Linked DNA regions of Mus musculus: all the other regions are linked to region 2. A link is a contact called in public Hi-C, HiCAR-type and HiChIP or PLAC-seq data. All regions are on one chromosome and are shown on one strand. Each heading gives the region's core, a stretch centred on a gene start, on an enhancer-like site or on the middle of the called end of the contact. The rest is flanking DNA. Distances are from core to core; before and after follow the strand shown.

What was found. A called contact is a pair of places that touch in the nucleus more often than the background predicts. HiCAR-type assays count read pairs that join an accessible place to other places. HiChIP or PLAC-seq counts read pairs in DNA pulled down with a chosen protein or histone mark.
Region 1: a Hi-C map of nephron progenitors shows a contact between it and region 2, with 2.6 times the contacts expected there. The contact joins two enhancer-like sites. A contact is called at or near these places in 3 of 484 Hi-C or Micro-C datasets (the N1E-115 cell line and nephron progenitors) and 2 of 9 other capture datasets (embryonic tail and embryonic trunk).
Region 3: a contact with region 2 is called in a Hi-C map of uterus, with 4 times the contacts expected there. The contact joins two enhancer-like sites. A contact is called at or near these places in 4 of 484 Hi-C or Micro-C datasets (tail fibroblasts and uterus), 1 of 115 datasets of contacts at active chromatin or transcription factors (differentiating embryonic stem cells) and 2 of 9 other capture datasets (embryonic tail and embryonic trunk).
Region 4: a Hi-C map of stem cell-derived motor neurons shows a contact between it and region 2, with 4 times the contacts expected there. The contact joins two enhancer-like sites. A contact is called at or near these places in 8 of 484 Hi-C or Micro-C datasets (the Patski cell line, myocytes, nephron progenitors and 2 more), 1 of 115 datasets of contacts at active chromatin or transcription factors (differentiating embryonic stem cells) and 3 of 9 other capture datasets (embryonic stem cells, embryonic tail and embryonic trunk).
Region 5: a contact with region 2 is called in a Hi-C map of uterus, with 4 times the contacts expected there. The contact joins two enhancer-like sites. A contact is called at or near these places in 4 of 484 Hi-C or Micro-C datasets (nephron progenitors and uterus), 1 of 115 datasets of contacts at active chromatin or transcription factors (kidney) and 2 of 9 other capture datasets (embryonic tail and embryonic trunk).
Region 6: a contact with region 2 is called in a HiCAR-type map of kidney, with 3 times the contacts expected there. The contact joins two enhancer-like sites. A contact is called at or near these places in 1 of 484 Hi-C or Micro-C datasets (nephron progenitors) and 1 of 115 datasets of contacts at active chromatin or transcription factors (kidney).
Region 7: a contact with region 2 is called in an H3K27ac HiChIP or PLAC-seq map of differentiating embryonic stem cells, with 5 times the contacts expected there. The contact joins two enhancer-like sites. A contact is called at or near these places in 2 of 484 Hi-C or Micro-C datasets (both in nephron progenitors), 1 of 115 datasets of contacts at active chromatin or transcription factors (differentiating embryonic stem cells) and 2 of 9 other capture datasets (embryonic stem cells and embryonic trunk).

The regions. Positions count from the first base shown.
Region 1 is chr14:21,889,889-21,892,609 of GRCm38.p6, reverse strand. No RefSeq gene overlaps it. Among named protein-coding and RNA genes, the nearest start is that of Comtd1, 42 kb to the right of the region's middle. Within about 2 kb of position 1,294, at least 74 of the 459 cell types and tissues checked have an H3K27ac peak or open chromatin away from gene starts, as enhancers often do. A contact at or near this core is called in the N1E-115 cell line and nephron progenitors, where this site is marked.
Region 2 is chr14:22,782,488-22,785,241 of GRCm38.p6, reverse strand. The region is part of intron 5 of Lrmda (leucine rich melanocyte differentiation associated); the gene reads right to left. The region is part of intron 1 of Gm30926 (a long non-coding RNA gene); the gene reads left to right. Among named protein-coding and RNA genes, the nearest start is that of Gm30926, 17 kb to the left of the region's middle. Within about 2 kb of position 1,416, at least 60 of the 459 cell types and tissues checked have an H3K27ac peak or open chromatin away from gene starts, as enhancers often do. A contact at or near this core is called in the N1E-115 cell line, kidney, nephron progenitors and 2 more, where this site is marked.
Region 3 is chr14:23,519,826-23,522,646 of GRCm38.p6, reverse strand. The region is part of intron 9 of Kcnma1 (potassium large conductance calcium-activated channel, subfamily M, alpha member 1); the gene reads left to right. It overlaps 5430425E15Rik (a long non-coding RNA gene), which reads right to left. Exons shown (of 4, transcript XR_003951125.1): 4 at 1-2,821. Among named protein-coding and RNA genes, the nearest start is that of 5430425E15Rik, 11 kb to the right of the region's middle. RefSeq lists an enhancer at 1,049-2,501. Within about 2 kb of position 1,391, at least 20 of the 459 cell types and tissues checked have an H3K27ac peak or open chromatin away from gene starts, as enhancers often do. A contact at or near this core is called in uterus, where this site is marked.
Region 4 is chr14:23,399,558-23,402,584 of GRCm38.p6, reverse strand. All of the region lies in intron 19 of Kcnma1 (potassium large conductance calcium-activated channel, subfamily M, alpha member 1), which reads left to right. Among named protein-coding and RNA genes, the nearest start is that of 5430425E15Rik, 110 kb to the left of the region's middle. Within about 2 kb of position 1,299, at least 35 of the 459 cell types and tissues checked have an H3K27ac peak or open chromatin away from gene starts, as enhancers often do. A contact at or near this core is called in stem cell-derived motor neurons, where this site is marked.
Region 5 is chr14:22,113,803-22,116,600 of GRCm38.p6, reverse strand. The region is part of intron 2 of Lrmda (leucine rich melanocyte differentiation associated); the gene reads right to left. Among named protein-coding and RNA genes, the nearest start is that of Gm41107, 84 kb to the right of the region's middle. RefSeq lists an enhancer at 650-2,798. Within about 2 kb of position 1,385, at least 40 of the 459 cell types and tissues checked have an H3K27ac peak or open chromatin away from gene starts, as enhancers often do. A contact at or near this core is called in uterus, where this site is marked.
Region 6 is chr14:22,186,526-22,189,339 of GRCm38.p6, reverse strand. The region is part of intron 2 of Lrmda (leucine rich melanocyte differentiation associated); the gene reads right to left. Among named protein-coding and RNA genes, the nearest start is that of Gm41107, 160 kb to the right of the region's middle. Within about 2 kb of position 1,314, at least 1 of the 459 cell types and tissues checked has an H3K27ac peak or open chromatin away from gene starts, as enhancers often do. A contact at or near this core is called in kidney, where this site is marked.
Region 7 is chr14:22,167,558-22,170,257 of GRCm38.p6, reverse strand. The region is part of intron 2 of Lrmda (leucine rich melanocyte differentiation associated); the gene reads right to left. Among named protein-coding and RNA genes, the nearest start is that of Gm41107, 140 kb to the right of the region's middle. Within about 2 kb of position 1,402, at least 27 of the 459 cell types and tissues checked have an H3K27ac peak or open chromatin away from gene starts, as enhancers often do.

The DNA.
Region 1 (2,721 bases), core at 45-2,544, 890 kb after region 2:
CCACCACCTTCTGACAATTCCTTCTGTTTCTGTTCTACTCTCCTTTTGTCCTCTCCTCCATATCACTTCGCCTTGTCCCCTTCCCCACCCTTGGCCTGTTCCCTCCACAGGCCCTCACCTCACCCTTCTGGACCATACAGACACACCGATTCCTACAGCATGAAAAATAACTCTACAGAATAAAGACGTCTGCCCACTGATGAGCACGTTGGCAGACCGCTGTCAGAGATCCCTGGGCTAGGGTTGGGCGGTCTTTCAAAAAAGTTGTTTCTCTCCCCCTCCTGTCCTCCTTCCTCTCTCCCTGTCCCCCAGCTCCCTGGCCCCCCTCTTTGCTTACTTATTGGAGGAGTAATAAATATCAGGTCGACAGGCCCTTCTCACAGTTACAAAGCTACCTGGAAAGGAGCTCGATAATTAGCAGTCTTGAAGATGATATATGACCTCCATTACCCTTTGGGACTGGAGACTAAACGAGGACAGAGCTAATTGCCGTGCAAAGCAGTTTGCCATGAATGAGGGAAATGCAGACCCTGTCTCCTGCCCAAAAAAAAAAAAAAAAAAAAAAAAAAAATCCCTCTTGCTGGTCTGCTCTCCAGGCTGGTTTCTGCCGCAGGAGTTCACTCTGTGTCCATAAATCATGGGCTGCTTACAGCTGAGGCTGCCTGGAGTAGTCAGCGGCTGTTCGCTGAGTGACAGATCCCAGCCGACCGAATTAGAGCTTCAACTCACTCCTTTCTTCTCCTGCTCCTCCTCCTTGTCACGCTGACCAGAAAAATTAAACCCAGACTCCTCCAAGAGGGCAGTAGAGGCCCACGATAGGTTTGGGGGCTGTGGACTTGGGTTGTTTTCCCCGTTTTCCATGTCCAGCTGCTCCCTCCCCACACACAGCTCTCCTCTCAAACACACTCAGGTCCCTAAAGCTAAAGGACTAAGGGGCCTGCTGGCCCTGCTCCGGAATGCTCCAGGCTGGGCGTTTGTCCTTGGCTTGTCAAAGAGACAAATGTGGCCTCCCCTCCGGCCTGCATCTCTCCTTCTCCACCACCACTCTAGCAGGAACTTCTTTACTTCACTTAAAGGAGAAGGACAGACAACAGCCGCATGTGTGTCTGCAATAGACAGACTGCAGGACATCTCCTCCCCCACCCCACCCTACCTCCCATCCCCACCCTGGGTAGAGCAGACCTCAGGGAAGGCTTTCTTCTCCCTCCTTCACACCCACCTCTGGGCACTCCTCAAAGAGCCTTGACTCCGAGGTCCCAGGATCCACAGTGGACATGCAAATCTCTGGCCTCCCCGAATCTGTTACATAAGCCTGGGGTACCTGTGAAGGCCCCTCCCAGTGAGTAGACATCACTTTCACACTCAGAGCTAGGCTCCTGGCTTTTCTAATAATGAATTCTTAGTATTGCCAAATTATATTTGACACTTCATTCAAAACTCAGGCTTTCATAATACAAGCTGCCTTCTGGCAGAAAGGGTACCAGAAACTCTCAAGATCCGTGCAACCTGACAGGTAGGCCCAGAGGGATATGTGATAGACTGTCAAGTTGACAGGATCTAGAATCATCCAGGAGATAAACCTGTGGGTGTGCCTGGGAGGCATTATCTAGATTAGGTTAATTGAGGTGGGCCAATCCACCCTAAATGTAAGAGACACCATTCTGTGGGCCCTCCCCAACTTCAGAAATCTGAGCATCTCTCTCTCTCTCCCTCTCTCTCTCTCTCTCTCTCTCTCTCTCTCTTTCTTTCCCTCCCTCTCTCTCTCTCTTTCCTAGATGTGGGTACAATATGACCAGCTGCTGCGGCCATGACTTGCTCATCATGATGGGCTGTATCTTCAAAGCCAAAATAAACCCTTCCTCCCTTTAACTACTGCTAGTTGGATATTTGGTTACACAAGAAAAGGAAGTCTTCCAGGCTGGGCTGGTCCATGGGAGCTCCCAAAGAGGAAGGAGAGCTGACTCACTGCCAGCTGCTTTCTATGCAATACTGTGTGTTTCTTAACCCCATTGCCTTCCACCAACCCCATGAGTAACTGTCACCACTGCCTCCTTTTTGCAGCTGAAGAAACTGAGGTTCACAAGGTCAAGGTACCCAAAGTCATGTCAGGGACAAAGGCCAAGTTGGGAGCCGTGCTCTGATGGGCTCCCAAATTCTTTATGCATACCCCTGAGAATAACAGCTCTACACCTTGACCTACTAGTAGGTGACTTGTCACCCCAACATTATTATTAATGCAGTGTCTTTCCACTCTCAACTGTTACTAGTCTGGGTGATAAATCACAGGGTCACCTTCTCAAGCATTTGGCTCCACATGTTCCCAGCCTCCTCTCCTCCAGCCAGGCAGGGCAGATCCTAGAAGGGGTTGAGTTCTTGCTGACCTCCCCACATTCAGACCTGCTACCTAGGCCTGTTTCTTCCCTCACCCACTTTCCACTCAGCATTCAGGTCCTCCTGAAATTCCAGGTCTTCCTTTACCTACCTTCCATGAACCTTAAGCTGGGTCCTACCTTCGCTCTATCTCACAAACACTGATTTATTTTCTCAGAATTACCACTTGTGATAACATGTGCTTCTTTGTCTAATATCCATTTCCCCCATTAGACTGTGAAGGCACCACGAAAGCCACAGCCACTGTATCTGCAGGCCTGCCTTGGAGCTGTGCCCACGGTATGTGATTTATGAGTGAATGAATGAATATATAACATTTCTCCCAAATGC
Region 2 (2,754 bases), core at 167-2,666:
CAGACAGAATGAAATCATTCACTTAATCCCCGAACTCGTATCTAATGGATGTGAGTACATCTTGTGTTTTGTCCTAGGCACTAGAGGTTTGTGAGCAAAATAGGCAGAAATACTACCAGCCTTGCAACTAGTACAGAATTGGGAAAATACAGAAATCAAAAACACCTCCTTCACTATCCTACTAAAATCAGTTACAGACTCAATGTGGAGCCCAGTAAAATGTGCTAGCTCTTGTATAGGTTTTCTGTACACACTGCCATGGCTTCTGTGTCTTAAAAGAGCACAGACTTACTGTTTGAATGTTAGCCATTTGTAAACAGGTCCTGGTAGGTGAAATCAAGCTGCTTCTTTTGGATGCTGTGAGGAGTAGAAATGCTTGGAGTTGCCCCTGCCCTGTCTCTCCTGCATTTCTTTCTTTCCATCATCAAAGTGCACTCCCATCTCAGCCCTCTTCATCGCATCACCTCCTGTCCCTGTGACTTTCTCTGAGTCCCTCTACCCAGTGACTGTGTTTATACCAGGCCCATGTGAACAGCCAGAGCTCTTCGAGCTTTGACTGATGGCCTAGAGGCACAATGCTTTCTTGCTCGTTTCACCATTCCATGGTGAAAGACAACAAAACATTCGAGAATCAAAGATCACAAGAATGTTCAAGGTCTGGGTTTCCAAGAGTAAGTAAGATGATGTACTGGAAATGTGTACTGCTATTATTATACCGTTGTTACAATTATCCAGTGATACAATTATCATAGTTGAGCCCACGTCTTCGACTATACAAACCATTGCAATGTCCAGAACTCTCTTCCCACTACTTAAATTACAATCTACTTTGTAAGTCCCTGCCTTGTTCATTCTCTCTGCCTCCTCAGCTAGGAGTGATGCTGTTTTCTTCCCTTCCAACCTCCAGTAATGTAAGCACCAACCATTTAAGACTATGTTATTATCATTGTCATTATTATTATTAGCCACACACACACACACCCATGTATTGTGAGGAAGGCAGAGATGTTTGTCCTATTGCTTACTTAGCACAGAGATGAGGCCACAGTAGATCATTTTTTTTAGATCACTAAGTGACTAAGTGGACTGGTTCCAGAGTTTAGTCCTCAGGGGTCTGCATGAAAAGCACAGTTCCAATGTCACATTCAAGGGGAGCCAGCTGTGAGCTTCCTCATTCCCCTACTACACTGCACTCTGACTTCCAAAATGAAAGCAATCCCCATCTTTCCCAGACATCATGTACAAGATGATGCCCTCCCAACCAGGATGAGGACGGCTTCTGGCCTCCATCTGTGTGCCAAGTAGCACAAGTGTCTGCTATACACCCTGAGGAAGGCAAACAGGACACAGAATAGAACAAAGAGCTCACACCAGTCAAAGCCAGTTTGAGCCAGTCCGCACTGCTCTGAGAACTCCACCCCCCCTCCCTCCCAGCTGGCAAGAGGACAAGAAGAAGATCACTGACTTCAATCTTTGGCCTCCTAACCACGAAAGGACTTGTGAAGGTGAACGGTTTGCAGACGAAGGGGGATATAAAAGAGACAAAACCAGGATAAAAATTAAATAAAAAGTAGCTGTCTTAAACTGTAATTGCAGTCCTCTGCTGAGCACGCTTGCAGATATATAAATGTGATTTACCATCAGCTTGCAACTACAAATCAGGTCTTGAGAAACACTTGTGCTATGAAATTGTTTAATCTCATCAAGCTCTGCTTTCACAGCAAGCCATAAATCACGGAGTCTTTGTTATCATAGACCTCCACCAGCGCCTCTCTGGCAGGCCATGGATCGTGGGTATATATAATCTTGACTGCACAAACACTGGGGTCGACGCAGGCTGAAATACTTTCATAATAGCCACTGTGCAGCTGCTGGAACACAAGCCCATGATGGATATCTCATTTCCTACAGTCGGCATCTATTTCGAGCAAATTATTACCACATAAATTTCTTGTCAACAGAAACGGCCAATTAATTAAGTTAAAAATTTACTTGTGATCACATCTACAAACCAAATAGAACGGCAAGGCAATTTTCCAGTTACTGAATATACTGCAGGTCAGTTTAATGAATAATTTTTAACTTTGTCATAAACTCAAAGACAGGCTAATATCTCCAGAAAACTGAATGGAGACCAGCTGCCGACAGATTTACACAAAATATATTTATGGGGAATTTGATTGCTGACATCTGGGGACAGAAATAAACTTTCTATAATTACAGAGACATCTTTGCCATATATATGGATTTCTTTCACCCAAAAATGCAAATATGTCCTCAGGAAGGGTATATTTATATGTTCAGGCAGGGCTACAATGGGGTTCGATGGCTTTTGGAGAAATCATTGCATTAAATTTCTTTGCTAGTGATGGGTTCAGTATCATAGGGAGAGACAAAATCATGGGCAAAGACCTGTTTATCACTGACCCACACCTGTCCCAACCCCAAATCAGCTCTCTCTCTCTCTCTCTCTCTCTCTCTCTCTCTCTCTCTCCCCCTCTCTCTCTCTCTCTCTCTCTCTCTCCTTCTCTCTCTCCCTCTCTCTCTCTCTCTCCCTCTCTTCCCCCTCTCTCCCCCCTCTCCCTCCCTCTCTCTCTGAGGTGGTACACCACTTGGCACATGTCCAGCAGTGTAAGCAGCACTCAGAGGCTTTGTCAGGTAAGGCAGACGGACATAGCTTCCCCACAGAGCTGTGATGCCCATGAACCAGATCTGCTTGGAAAATCAGGCCAGCAGAGGGCCCTATAATAATTC
Region 3 (2,821 bases), core at 142-2,641, 740 kb before region 2:
AAACTGAGGTAGTTCTGGCCCAGGTGTTTGGGACAGAGAGAAGAGTGTGGGTGTAGAGGGCTCCACAGATTTTTGGTAGCCAGAAGCTGAGAGGACACATGGAAAGAAAGGAATTAAAAAAAAAAAAAAGACAAGGAGTGGACAAAGGAGAACAGGAAACCAGATGTAATTAGCATGGAAGGAAAATCTCCATGGTGACTTCCCAATTCTAGAGTGGGGAGCAGTTTCTACAGCCAGACCCATATCTTGCTCCAGAGCAATTGCTCTTGCTCTTGAGCTTCAGTGTTGGTCTCTTACTACAAACACCATACTGTTTTATCTAGTAGACCAGTTTCAGGATTTGTAGGTTGGTCCATTTTGAGCTCTTGATTTCCAAGAGATAGAAGTAAACTTATTTAAAGAACTCCATGTATACCTGGGACCATATTTTCTACCCTCATCTGGACCCAATGCTTCAAGAATTCAGAGAATAACTATATCTCCTTCATAATCTCCAGCTTGCCAGGGCATTCCTCTCTGCTAGCTAATCATGGGGCTCTATGCATCTCCTTCTGATTTCTTATGAGTGGGGCCTAGTTTAGCTACTTATTCAATATAGGCTGTTCTTCTCATTCATGTTCATGCTCCCTCTCCCTCTCCCTCTCCCTCTCCCTCTCCCTCTCCCTCTCCCTCTCCCTCTCCCTCTCCCTCTCCCTCTCCCTCTCCCTCTCCCTCTCCCTCTCCCTCTCCCTCTCCCTCTGCCTCTCCCTCTCCCTCTCCCTCTCCCTCTCCCTTTCCCTCTTCCTCTCCCTTTCCCTTTCCCTCTTCCTCTCCCTCTCCCTCTTCCCCCCTCCCCCTCCCTCTCCCTCTCCCCCTCCCTCCTCCTTACTCAGACCCCATGTGTTTCTTTATGCCTACTTACTACCTTGGCTCTACATGGGCTGTTCCTCTATCTTCTCCCTACTTTCAGGTTTTACCCACAGTGATTCCAGGCCATTTTTAAAGGCCATAATATGGCTATTTCCTTAAAAAGATTCTTTTTATTTGCCCCCTCTTGGGGGTCTATCCTTGCCAAAAGAGAATCACCATGTGCTGTACCTTCATGTTTATTCATTCCACATGTGTTTATTGACTGCTTGCTCTGTGCCAGGCATCAGGGACAGATACATTCCAGCACACCTATTAAACCCTCCAGCCGTACAACAGCTCTCGCTCTCTGTTGAGCTATCTGGCCACCTAAGTGGTTGGGAAGTTCAGCTCGAGAGCTTATTTAAACCTGCCTCGGATCCCAGGGAGTCTCCCTGCAATGCTGTGGTTGCTCTCAGCCTGGCCTCCAGTGTGCGAGAGTGGGATGTGGGTTAAGTCATGTGGTGCTATCTTGGCTTGATACCATGGGCCTGCTTTCCTTTCCTGTTTATGTGGATCTCGGGTGACGTTCACTCTCACTTCTCCCAGGCCTGCAAGGGCCGGACTGCTCACGGGAGGGATGTTTCCCATAAGATGTCATTTACGATTTCTCTGCCTCAGACATCACTCAGGTTGAAATGGGACTGAAGTCTTGTATTTTACACAATCTTTGATCCCTTGTCAGGAAAAGCATTGAGCACTTCTCCTCTCGTAGCCCACGTGACTCCCCTGCAATATCTCAGGATTCCTCGATTTTAAAAACCATAAATTAGCAAATCATCAACATATCACCGGGGAGGTTCATCTGGTAGCGATTGTAGTCAGAAGGAAACATGGGCCCTAATAACTGATTTTCACAAAGATACAAAGAATTGTAGACAGACAGATACAGTAAATAGGAAGACAAATAGATAATTCAAGCTGACAGGCCATCTTGAACTGATTAGGCATTCTGCTTTGATTAGCATTAAACTTTTTGTGGAAAGAGGAAAAAAAGAAAAAAAAATGTTGCCCTCATACTTTGGGAAAACGACCCCTGATGACTTCTGAAATTGGGCACTGAGAGGCAGATCACAGCGCATTTGGCATTAGATGCCCCACATGATGTAGTGTCCCAAGTAGTCCTTTCCAATGACAGGGGCCTTGGTGGGTGTGGATGCAGATACTTCCTCCTTGGCATCTGCTTTGGGTCCTTCTCAGGCACGTCTCCAGTCCTTTTCAAACTTGAACATCTGAAAAGAGACTTGGCTGCATAGTCAATCAAACTCTAGGTAATGCGGATGGGATGAAGGCCTCCCCTCTGCCCCCCTTCCCTGCTGTCTTTCTTCCCTTCCACACACTTAGCAGAATGTTCCACCTATTGTTCTCTAAACAAGAATAGAAATGTAGGTGGGAGATGAACTGGGTACCTTGCGGGGTGGGGGCGCATTCAAGCATCGACTTTTGCTTTCAAATATCCTACCTCCATTTACAAAGGAATTCTGATTGTGAATTTTCTAATTATAATCCCGAAAGATTCTTTCTGCTCAGCCTCATGTTTGATGGAGTGAGTCCTTGCTGGGTAGATTTAGAATCCCAGGAACAAATGCAAGCATCCGAGACTAAGTTGCACCCTATTTTCTGTCTTCCTGACATGCCATTCATTCTGATAGAAGTCTTTCCAGAGTTGCGACGAGCAGTTCCTTGCAGACTTGGGGTTCTTTCCACCACTGCTGTCACCATGCTCTGAAAATAAAACAGCAAACTTTCTCACTGGCCAAGTCCAGCGTCTCTTTGTATTAAAATATCATAGACATCAATGCAGCATGAAGGATGTGGAAATCTGATTCTGTTGCTGTCAGAGTTGAACCTCCATACAGTACTGGTATTACATGGCAGCAGCCTGCTCCTTTCCCCACAACCGTGGAGATTTGCTCTGACCGTGGGTACCAGTTGT
Region 4 (3,027 bases), core at 50-2,549, 620 kb before region 2:
TATAGGTGTTGAGAGCCACCCTTTTGGTTGTTGCCTGAGCTATTTTTGCAGTTCTTAGAGATTAAATCTCAATAACTTTTTGAAATTAGAGTGTGTTTCTCTCGGCCGAGTGGGTCATAATGTTCTTCTGCTTCCTTGGCACCCAAAGAACAGTTCTGCCCTCCCCTAAACCCCAGAGCATTATCATGTGATAGTGTGGCTTGAGATAAGATCAGGGTCGACAGAGGAATTGTCATTTTTCATTTCTTGGGCCCCTTTGATCCCATTTGGGGTTTATATTTTCTGAGTGAAAATACAAACCCTATTGCATTCTTCTGTCCTTTAGAGTCTTTTATTATTCTTATTTTTCCCCCTGTTAGAGATCTAATCCGAGTCTTAAGTGGCGTGGCCATTAGTTATCACCACCAGATTCACAGCCTACCTGCACTTTAGTTCTCTTACTACTGAACAGAAACCTCCCCTGATGCACAGCAACTGCTGGCTGTGGAGCTACCATCCGCATCTCATGGGTACTTGGTGTTAATTTATTTCACAGTTTCCTTTGCAGATATAATCAGACACACTATCACATCCCGGCTTCTCCTCTTTATTGTGTTCCTTTGCTATCACGTCGTCTCGGTGATCTCCCCCCCCCCCCCAGAGAAAATGACAGGTAGTGTTTCTCTGCCCACAGTATCGGTGACATATCTTCCCCACAACTTCCTCATCACCATGCAAAACCATATAACATCTTATAGATGGAAGGTATTTATATAAACGCCTATAAGGTATTTATAATTCAGACTTTGCTATATCAACATATTTCCCAAATGGCATTGTGGTCAAGGAACTTGTTCTCCAAAAATGGGGGGAGTGGGGAGGGGGAGGAGAGAATGTTCTTTTCTTTCTCAATTGTAAATAAAGGAGAAGTTAATAAGGGGAAGCCTTGCCCCTGATTCCTCCATATTTTGAAATGCGCGTTGTGAATCTCATGTTAAATGATCAGTTGTATTAATAGCACACTGTTAGAACAAAAAGGAGCTCTCTCTGTTGATGTATTTGGGTATTTACTGGGTGAGTTACAGAGCTTTGTGTATTAGAATTGGTTTGTCAACAATTAGCATGCTAGGTTTTTATATAACCTATACTTCAGGTAACAGAAGATTATTAAACTTCAACCAGTGGGTTAGAAATCTGCTGACGGGCAATAAAATTCTTACGTATAACAGCGCTGGAGAACTGCAGTTGTACAGCTGCACATTGAGGCTTAGATTGTGAGATAGATGGCCTCAGATCAGGGGGACTTGAAATATGAAGTAACCAGAAGGTGGCACTGCAACCCTATAAATGAAATGCTCCCTCCCAGATGGCCTCTAAATGCCTATCCTCCTGCCTCACTTCCTGCCTTTTCTCTTTCTCTTGATTCTCCTTTATTTCTCTAAGATGGATATCTGAAACTCTTTTTGCAAGAGATATGCATCCATTAAAACAACACCTCTCAACTTGCGATATTTCTTTTAAATCCAATTTGCCCAGTCTAATGCTCACTTGGAGAAAGTTCCAGCTAAGTAAACATTCACTGAATTTAAAAGACAAAGACCCAGAAAGCAGAGTCAGCCTCCAGTTGCCTCCCCACCACCCTCCCGCTGTTGCTGAGTGGAATGGCCATGTCTTTAATCTATTGGTTATACAGGTTAATTCCCACAGTACCCATCAGGATATGGAGGGCATGTTTATAAAGTTAATAAATAGACTGGATTAATATCCGTCTGAAAATAATTCCAACTTGATGCTGTCTCACAAAGAATTACCAAGTTAGAATCCATGTTCACCAATGGGTGTTGCTTTTCTCTATGGGGCCAGAAGTCAGTCCTGACACATGGCATAAGGGTTTATTTTTATGTCTTGTTTTAGATTTCAGTAAAATTATTTTTAGAAAAAGTGATTTGTTTTTCAACCTGGGCATTATCAATGAGCCAAATAAGACTACCAAAATAAATATTAAATACTTTTTAAAAACATAACTATAGGCAACAACTGTTTATTTCTTCTATCTATATGTATAGCCTATTTTCAAATTTATTTTTTAAACCAAAGATACATCTTTAAAAAAAAAAAAAGAAAGAAAGAAAAAGAAAAGTACAACATGTGATAAATACTGCCTTGTTTACGAGACAGACATTTTTATTGAGAGAATAATTTACCTATTTTCTTTAGTATTCTACCTGTTAGTAACTTGGAAGATATACTTTACTTATGTTGTAAATGAATAATAATTTTAATTCATTAACTTTGAGCGTCCATTAGGACATTTCTGTGCTGGGCTTTTGAAACTTCCAGGTATAAGTGGTGGGCGCTGGCCAGTGCTGGACACTCTTTGCCTTGCCTGTGTGGTTTACAAAGTGTTATTAATCCGACCAAACCACACAGCACATGGTGGGGAAGCAGTTCCCTGTCCAGGACTCTACTTCCAAGAACTGATTTTGTTGACAATGACTTTTCAGAAAACAATTGTCATTAGTTTTCAGTAAAAGCTGGTCCCTGCTGGCCTCCCTTCCAGATCTCTGCCCAGACGACAGGAAACAACAAGCTGAGAGTCAAGGATAGGTTGATCACTCAGTAAGACATCAGCTTCCTATAACCCACAGAACCCTTCTCCAAGAGGTTCAGTAACTTTATCTTGCCATCAGTTCCCCTGCTCGGGATAAGAAATGTCCATGGCAGACCCCTGCACTTAGGTTGTATGCGCTTCTAATATGTCTTATCTTGGACAAAGTTATAAGTGTAACTTTGTAGCAGCCTGAAGGAAATTGGGCTGAGCTAGGCAGGGTTTCATCATTTTCTCCAACGAGTTTACTTCCCACCCACCAGAATAAAGGGGAAAAAAGTTTAAGATGATCTGACTTGCTCAGGTATTGTCCAAAGTCTGTCATTCGGGATGTGAAGTTTTATAGCATGTATCTATCCAAGACTCTTTAGCTGTGTGCTCAGGTACCCTGGTTGTTCCATTCACAGTGATCCTCTTAGAATCCTTATATTAGTATTTTC
Region 5 (2,798 bases), core at 136-2,635, 670 kb after region 2:
AGCTTCCTCTGAGACGTCAACCCTTCCTTCCCCACAGACTGCGCATGGCTGACAAAGGAGAATTTTTGTGAGCTCCTCGGTCCTCCCAGGCCACCCTTCCAGAATCCAGAGTGCAGATTGGAACGCTAGCAACAAATCCTTCCTATGTTTCAAACGCGTTCAGCTTTGCCTGCCCACTGGGCTGGGATTGTAGACTTTGACTCAGGACTTGGAATCAGGAGTTCTGAGCCCTAATCTCAACGTTGCTTCTAGCAGGCTGGCCTCATTTGAGGTTAGTAACGACTCCCTCCTCTCTGGATCTGTTTCTGTAGCCATTCCCCTGAAATACCCAATAAGGAAAATCTGAACCCAGCTTCTCAGGTTCCCATCAAACTTATCCATCTATGAGTGTGTGAACACACACACAGACACACTCAGAGACACACAAAGAAACATATACACAGAGGCACACTCACACAGAAACACACACACCAAGAACCTGAGAATTAAGAATATAAGGTTGAGTTTTTACAGATCTCCTTGGCTCCCTTTTAAGATTGGTTCTTGGTGGGAAACTGTGTTATGAGAGACCCAAACTTTAAACATACCAGAAAGCACCAGTTACAGTGGGGAGGGGCACCCAGGGTCCCTATATCAGAATTAGTCAGTTTCTGTCACCAACAGAGTGAAAATCCAGAAGTACTATAGATCATCAGGGACACTTGAGCTTACAGTCATATTTCACAGACAAAATTACATTCCAGGAAGAGAGATGGGGGAAGGGAGCGGAGATGGAGGGAGGGAAAGCCACATAAAAGTTCTGAAATATATCAATGTCCAAAAATGGATAGGGGAGGGGAATAAAAAGAAACCTTTGAGGAGTGTAAAAACCATGAAATAAAATATCTATCTTATTTCAGGGTCCTGGAGTAAATAATATTTCTGATGCTCCCAAAGAGAGTCAAATGCAGCCAGCAAAACAAACACAAATACAAATAAATACTGGGCAAGTGAATTAGGGAAGGTACACAGAGGAATTTCAAACTAGGATGAAGGTTTGATTCGGAAACGAGTTCCTGCCTTCTGCCTCCTACACGCCCCTCATTCTTTTCTTCGTGAAGTAAAATCCATTATTTTGAAAACACCATTTGAAATCCTCAAGAAAGAGCAAAACACAGTATTGTGGTATTCCAAAGTAATATCTCTTGTTTATAACCATATAAATTTAGCCCCTGGCACTACAGGGCTTATATAATAGAATAGAGTTATTTTAACAGGGGCCTGTTTAAGAGGCAGCAAAATGCTCGGCTCATTTTCTCCAGTGGGAGGGACACAGCCTCATGTGAGGGGGAGAACATGCCGAAGTCATTACCTCGGGAAGGCCATCCGTCAAAGCCGGGTCGCTCTGGCATGGCCAGCACCTCTGGTGAGATCAGAGAGGCGCCTCTGCTTGCAATTACCAAAGAAGGGCCTTGGCTTTAGACAGCCTGCTATCAATTACGACCCTGGCCTCGCCGCTTGGACTTGTCAATTTCCCAGTGTCTTCTGTTTTGTAACAGTGAGCAAAGGGGGCTCCTCCTGACTGATTCTTGGAAGTTCCTCGTGTGTTGTGTCACTCCTCGGTGTCATTAACAATTCAATTAAAATTTCACAGCACACAAGGCAGGCAGTGCTGGACAGAGGCTGAAAGGGCCTGGCCCAGGAGGTTCCAGAAAGACCTGCAGTGGGGCCATGTCCGATCACACCGACCCAATCTTGAGATGTTTTTCACTTCTCAAGTCAGGCTTACATGTGTCTCCCATCTGACACAATGCTGGCTGTCATCCTGGCAAGAAAACACGTTTGATGTTCTCACCCCATGAGGGAGGGGGGGTGCACTGATGGAACGGAATTTCAGGCCAACTAGAAACAAAAATCTAATATTATGACACTCGACATTCGGGCTCTGCAATGGATAACTCTTGAGTACTCTCAACCGGCTCTCTTTATCTTTGGCATATTCTAGAAGCTTCTGTTTTCTAAATTTGTCTTTGGGCTGTGGTGGTTGTTTGAGCCCTTGCCTTTTCTTGCTCCTTGGAGCCCAGATGTCCAGAAGAACTGAGGCAGGCAGTGTGTAAATCACAGTTAAATGATTTGGGTAGGTAGCGGATGGAGACAGAATAACCAAAAACCAGAAAGACTTACTCCTGTCGTTATTAACTCTCTGGAAGCGCAAACACCCCTTTGTCTGGCTGAGGGATGGAACAACACATGCTCAAGTGTTTTAAGGGTCCCGAGGGTTCAGGGCAAAATCAAAAAAAAAAAAAAGAAAAAAAAAAAAAAGAAAAACCTTTCAGGCTTAAGACTTCTGAGGCAGCTTTCTCTCTAACCCTCTCAATGAGTTTAGTCATGCAGGGAAAGATTCTTTAAACTTACCAAAGACTTTGTTTAATGCCCAAGAAAATGCAGACTGTCAGGGCCCTTTGTCGGGATTTGGTGGCTTAAGTCCATTCCCCAATACACTGGGACCCTCCACCTTCATTCTCGGGCTTCCTTTTGACATCAAGTGCTGGATAATTGTCTGATTTCCTTCTAGGTAAAGGGAGATTAAATGCCCGGCTGCAACAACTGACACACAAAAGGGAAAGTATAGTTTAGCCACCATATTTATCAAGATAATTTTTTTTCCACATGCTGATTAATAACATTAGCCAACATCCCCTTTGGCTTGGGGTGGGGGTGGGGAGAGAGAGAAGCTGGGGACAGACATGTCCCCCTCAGAGTATCAGAGTTGACAGTTCAAGGCAAAAAATGATTTGCATGTAAATTCTGATCAAAAG
Region 6 (2,814 bases), core at 65-2,564, 600 kb after region 2:
GAACAGGCAAAACGGTTCTCACCCATGAAAAGTGAATTTAAGTTGCCCATCTGTGGAGTGGGTCAGACACAGAGAGGCTGGCTTGGGCTGACTGGTTGCTTTCTGGCTTTTCGACTTTTAGATTGCCAGTGTGTGTATTAATGGATCCATAATGAACAAGTTGGAACAGAGAAAGGTCTTGCCAACCCTGCACAGGGAGATTCTTGGCATTGCTAAAGTACAGGTAGAGTCATTGTGTTACAGAAAAAAATCACTAGAAGAAGAACAATAGGGCTTATTCATTTTTTACTATTTAATCAATTAAACTTTTTACTGTGGGGGAGATGGTTTGTTGGATAAAACACTTGCCATATCAGAATGAAAATCAGAGGTCAGATCCCCAGGACCCACATAAAGCCTAAGCAGGCATGGGGTCCACCTGTAATCTCGGTGCATGAAGCCTAAGCAGGCATGGGGTCCACTGGTAATCTCGGTGCTCAGAAGGCAGAGGCAAGGATCCCTGGGCCAAGCTGGCTACCTGGACTAGCTCAATCGGCAAGCTCCAGGTTCAGCAAGAGACCCTGCCTCAGTAAACAAAGTGAAGACCCATTAGAGAAGCCACGCAACTTCACCCTCTGGCCTTCACACATGCACACACGCACAGACAGACAAACTGCACACACCATGTTCACTGTTAAGACTTTCTTCTGGGCAACAATCAACAACTTCGTATGTTTCCCATTTTATAGATACTGTGTCTCATTTTTTTTAAAACAAAGGCTTTAAAATCACCTGTGTTCCTAAAGCCCAGACAATAAGCTAAGCGGCTAATACCATCCTATGAGTACATTGCATCATAGCTTGATGCTTAAGTCCTTGACTATGTTATCTTGCTTCTTATCTCTGCTACTCTCTTACACAAGAAGCTGGAGCTTATCATGGTTCCACAATTTGTTCAAGATACAATCATCGAGCCACTCATGGGTGGCAGCATTGAGATTCGAACCCAAGTCTAAATTCAATTTATAACCACATGCAAGATCACCTCCTGGAAATAACACAGATAAAAATGAAGCCCATCTCACATCCATTTCTGCTCTGGGTGAAGAAGATAGACTCAAATTCCTCAGAAAATTGAGAACAATGATAAAACAAAACAAAACCCTAACAAATGATGTCCTCAACATCTCAAAAATTAGCAAATGGGGGGTAGGAGGGTCAGGCCATGCCACATGAATGGCCAAATCCTGCTCAGACACCAGGGCCCAATTCCCAGAGCTCCAGGGCACCCACAATGCAGCTTGTTCCTGAGAAAGCTAAATAATAATTTAGCCACTGGCAGAGACTTCCTTAAAGACAACAGACCAGCCAGTCATTTATCAACTGCCTAACTGCTAAGTCAAAGCACAAATGTGCGAAGGTTACCAAAACCTGTGTCCCTCTGTCCCATTTCCCAGAAAATGGCCCAAACTGGTCCTAGTATCAAAGGCATCCAGAGCCCAGGAGACCAGCCACATTTCTATACAAAGTGACCAGGAGTCTAGTGAACTCCACAGCTGAGAAGATAACCTTTTTAATGGTCTCCAAGTTTATCAGTGGACGCTACTCGGAATGGGAACCTTTTCACTCTGTGTTCCCTTCCTTTGCTACTCTCAGTAATATTTTGTAGGGTTTTGGTTTGTTGTTGCTTTGGTTTTCCTATACTAAACTCATTGTTTCTTTTTAAATGAATTTGTAACCGTTGTTTTCCTCTGTTGGGAGTGGGGTACCCTCTCCTTTTGCCATACCTCCTTTCACTATGTGGATCCTTCTTTGTTCCTAAAGCAAGTATATCTGAGGTGATAGCTTTTCAGTTGCTGTCTGTTTCTAGATTAGCAATTGTTTCAGTCAAAACTAGTCTAAGTTTTGCTACATCATCTAAGGCTGTAATCACAAATTCACTGGGGCCAGGTAGGTGACAGAGCAGAGAACTAATCTAAACCACACCCAATGGCCTGAGGAGTAGCACAGGTAACAACTATCCTCTGCTTCAACCTGACACTCGGAAACACAGACTTCATCTTTGTAGGTGTTTAATAAAAGCTAGAGATGAGGGTGTGTGTGTGTGTGTGTGTGTGTGTGTGTGTGTGTGTAGCCTACAATTCATTAAAAGATATGTTGTAATATAAGATCAAAATACAGAATGCCCAATGGTCAGATTCATGTTGGGGATACCCTCAAAGTCCTAGGGGCAATTACCTTTGAGAATTTAGGGTTGAGTTTAACCTATTACTACTAGACATCATTATGTCATGTCGAAGGCTAGACTACTAAAGAAGATGTTTGCTTTTGATTTGAAAACTCTCTAATCAGGTCAAGGCTCCACTCCTAGTTTAGGGCAGTTATTTTCTCAAAAATGGATTTGACCCCTAGTAAGACGATTTGGCTGATCCCATGTAATGACCATATCAATACATTTCCCATTATTAAAAAAAAGAAGAAGAAGAAGAAAAAGAAGAAGAAGAAGAAGAAGAAGAAGAAGAAGAAGAAGAAGAAGAAGAAGAAGAAGAAGAAGAAATAAAGATAACACGCCAAACAAAACGTGGTGTGAGAACTCCTTGTAATTTGTGCTTTCAATGTGAAAAATGTAGACAGCCCTAACTTTCTTAACTCCTTGCTTTTATTTTATTGACACTCAGTGGTGACTTACTCTCACCCATGTTCCAGCAATTTCTTCCAGACTAGTAAAATCCCAGTTATAAAACTGCCACTGACATCATCCATTTTAAAAGAATTATTCACAACTGGATCCATCATCGACCCAGTCTACACAACCAGCATTGCATTCCAAAATGA
Region 7 (2,700 bases), core at 153-2,652, 610 kb after region 2:
AAATTGCAGTTCTAAAGAGGAACAGTAATTTGACTTACGTTACATGGTCCCTGAAAAAAAAATCATGTCTCTCATCTCTAGAGCCTCCAGAGTAATTTGACCATTCATATTGTTTTCTGTATCATAAATATTCAGTTAATGCTTGAGTAGCAAATCACAAGATCTTATTATATATATATTATTATATAGTCCAGCCTGGCCTCATATCCTTACGCAACTGAGGATAAGTTTGAATTCCTAATTTTTCTGACTCGGACTTCGAAGTTCTAGGCATACGTTACCATGCCTGGTCACTAAAATAAGTTATAGGTACAACACAATATTTAGGAACACACCGTTATAACTGTGCTCCTGTGTGAAGACAAACAGAGTATTTTTTTTTCTTTTCAAATAAAGCTGTCATGGGCTTTTTTGTTAATTCTTATTCTTCACCTTTCAGCAACAATTTTCTGTTTCCATAGTAAATTTCACAAAATGATGCCCTAATTTATATGCTCTGTACTTGAAGTTGGCTCCTGAGTTTTACATAGCATGGTGCATGTTTCCTATGACCTAAGTATCTTGGGCAATCAGATCTCATTGAAGTTGGCTCCCCGAGTTTTACATAGCGTGGTGTGTGTTCCTGATGACCCTAGTGTCTTTGGCAGTTCAATCTCATGGTATTACTTGGTGATAGAATGGCATCGAAAGCAAGGGAGCCATCAAGGTCTCTGGGATCTCTCCCTTGGAGCCTAAGTCTTTAATTAGTGGAGGAGAAGGAAAAGACAGGGTCGCTCTTCATCAACAACCAGCATCCTCACTCCTGGGATCGGGCTGATGAGCAGCTGATTCTGAGATCAGCACAGCAGTGGTGGGGGAGCCCTAAGATGGTGTCAAGGCTGCTTAGGCACTTAACAGGCCATCAGGCTGTTCTCCCTCTGCTGCTGAGCACACTCACGCTACCACGGACACGTCCTCCGATCTTGCTGACATCCTAGGCTTACTCTAAGTTTGCAGTTCCTGAAGAGAAAGACCAGAAAAAAGCCACAAACATAGGCAGCACTTCCTTGTATGCTAAGCAGTGTTGGGAGTATAGCCCTCATTCAGTGACTCCCTCACAGTTGTGTCTCCGTGCTGTGTCATCAGGAAAATACACAACAGGACCAAAGAGGCAAGGGTCAGCTCCCTCCGCCCCTCACCCCTCAGAAGGAGAGAAACGGAAGCTGGGCAGGGGAGGGGGCTATGGGCCCGACAGAAGAAGGGGCAGATTCTAGAAGGCAGAATGAAGGAGGAGAAAAGAATATTCGGGGCGGGGGATGTGGGGGGGTTCTTTCTTCCCTTTCCCCCCTCAGCTATGGCATGGAAAAACAATGGCCTTTCTGAGGCACTGTGCAGACAAGGCAGCTCTGAAAAAAACTAATGGCCATGATTAATGACAATGGGCTGGAGGAGAGCGGGGACACAGCCGCCACATACATCATCCCTTCCCGTCAGTCTCTGCTCCTCCTGCCCCTCTTCATCCTACCAGCCAGGCATTATAAAAATGTCTTATCTGCTCCGGACGCTGATTTTAAAGCTGAAATCACAACTAGACCCCTACCCAAAAGACAAAGAATGAGCAGGCCTGAGAAAGGGCACTGCTAGAAGAAGGTAAGGGAGGGAGAGGAGGCAGAGAGACAGAGAGAGACCGAGAGAGAGAGGAAGAGGGAGAGGGAGAGGAGGAAGAGACAGGGGAAGAAAGACAAAGAGGTGATGGGGTGACCAAGGAAAATAACATGTAAAATAACTGGAAGATATTCTGGGGAATTGTGCAGGTTGTAATCATTCACGATTTCAACGACTTGACTCCTCACATGCTGAAGCCACATTTTCAAGGTCTTATCTGCCATATGGTTCCCTGTTTGGATGATTTATTAGGTGTGGAAAGCACACTGATAAATTTTACTGCATTTCCCTGAATAGGCAACCTATGGTGTCAATAACAAAGCTCAGGCGGCTTTAATGAAAACTGCAAGCACCAAAGGGTAACCATTTATTTATGAGTCGCTATAGTATTCCTAGGACAAAATTTATCTTCCCTTCTCACGCACTCTGAGGAAACCAAATCTGGTCAAAGTAACAGAGATCACATCCATATGTCAGTGGCTTGCTAACATCGCCCCTGCATGAGGCACCAGCGGCTGCAAGGGAGAAATTGTTTGGAGCCTTCGAGTGACCCATTTTGCATAAGAAATCTTGTTTTTATGAAAAACAAGGGGAGAACTGAAAAGCTCTGCAAACACCATAGCCTCGGCAATCACACTCAAGACACAGAGGAAGCCTCTCGATTTTTTTCTTCACCCAGAAAATGGGACAGCTGCCCCAAGGGTAGGGATGAAAGAGGAGAAGGTGATGTGCGGATGAGGAGGAGAGAGATTTAGATAGTTCAACCCATAAATATTTTAAATTCAACCAGTCTGCTGTACAACATTATTCTCTGAAACCCACTCCTTCACAGGATACCGGTCAGAAAGTAAAATTCCGCATGCCCAACGCACCATCTGACTCCTACCCCTGCCCCACCCCACACACCTCTAAATGCCTCTCTTTCTGGCTAATAGCCATCTGCAAGTCTGATATGTGTGTTATTTTTATAACAGAGAAGCATCCAACTTTTTAAAACTCTAAAGGCAGCAGAACTAATGACGGAGCTCTGGGGAGGGGTTGGGGGGAACACAGAAG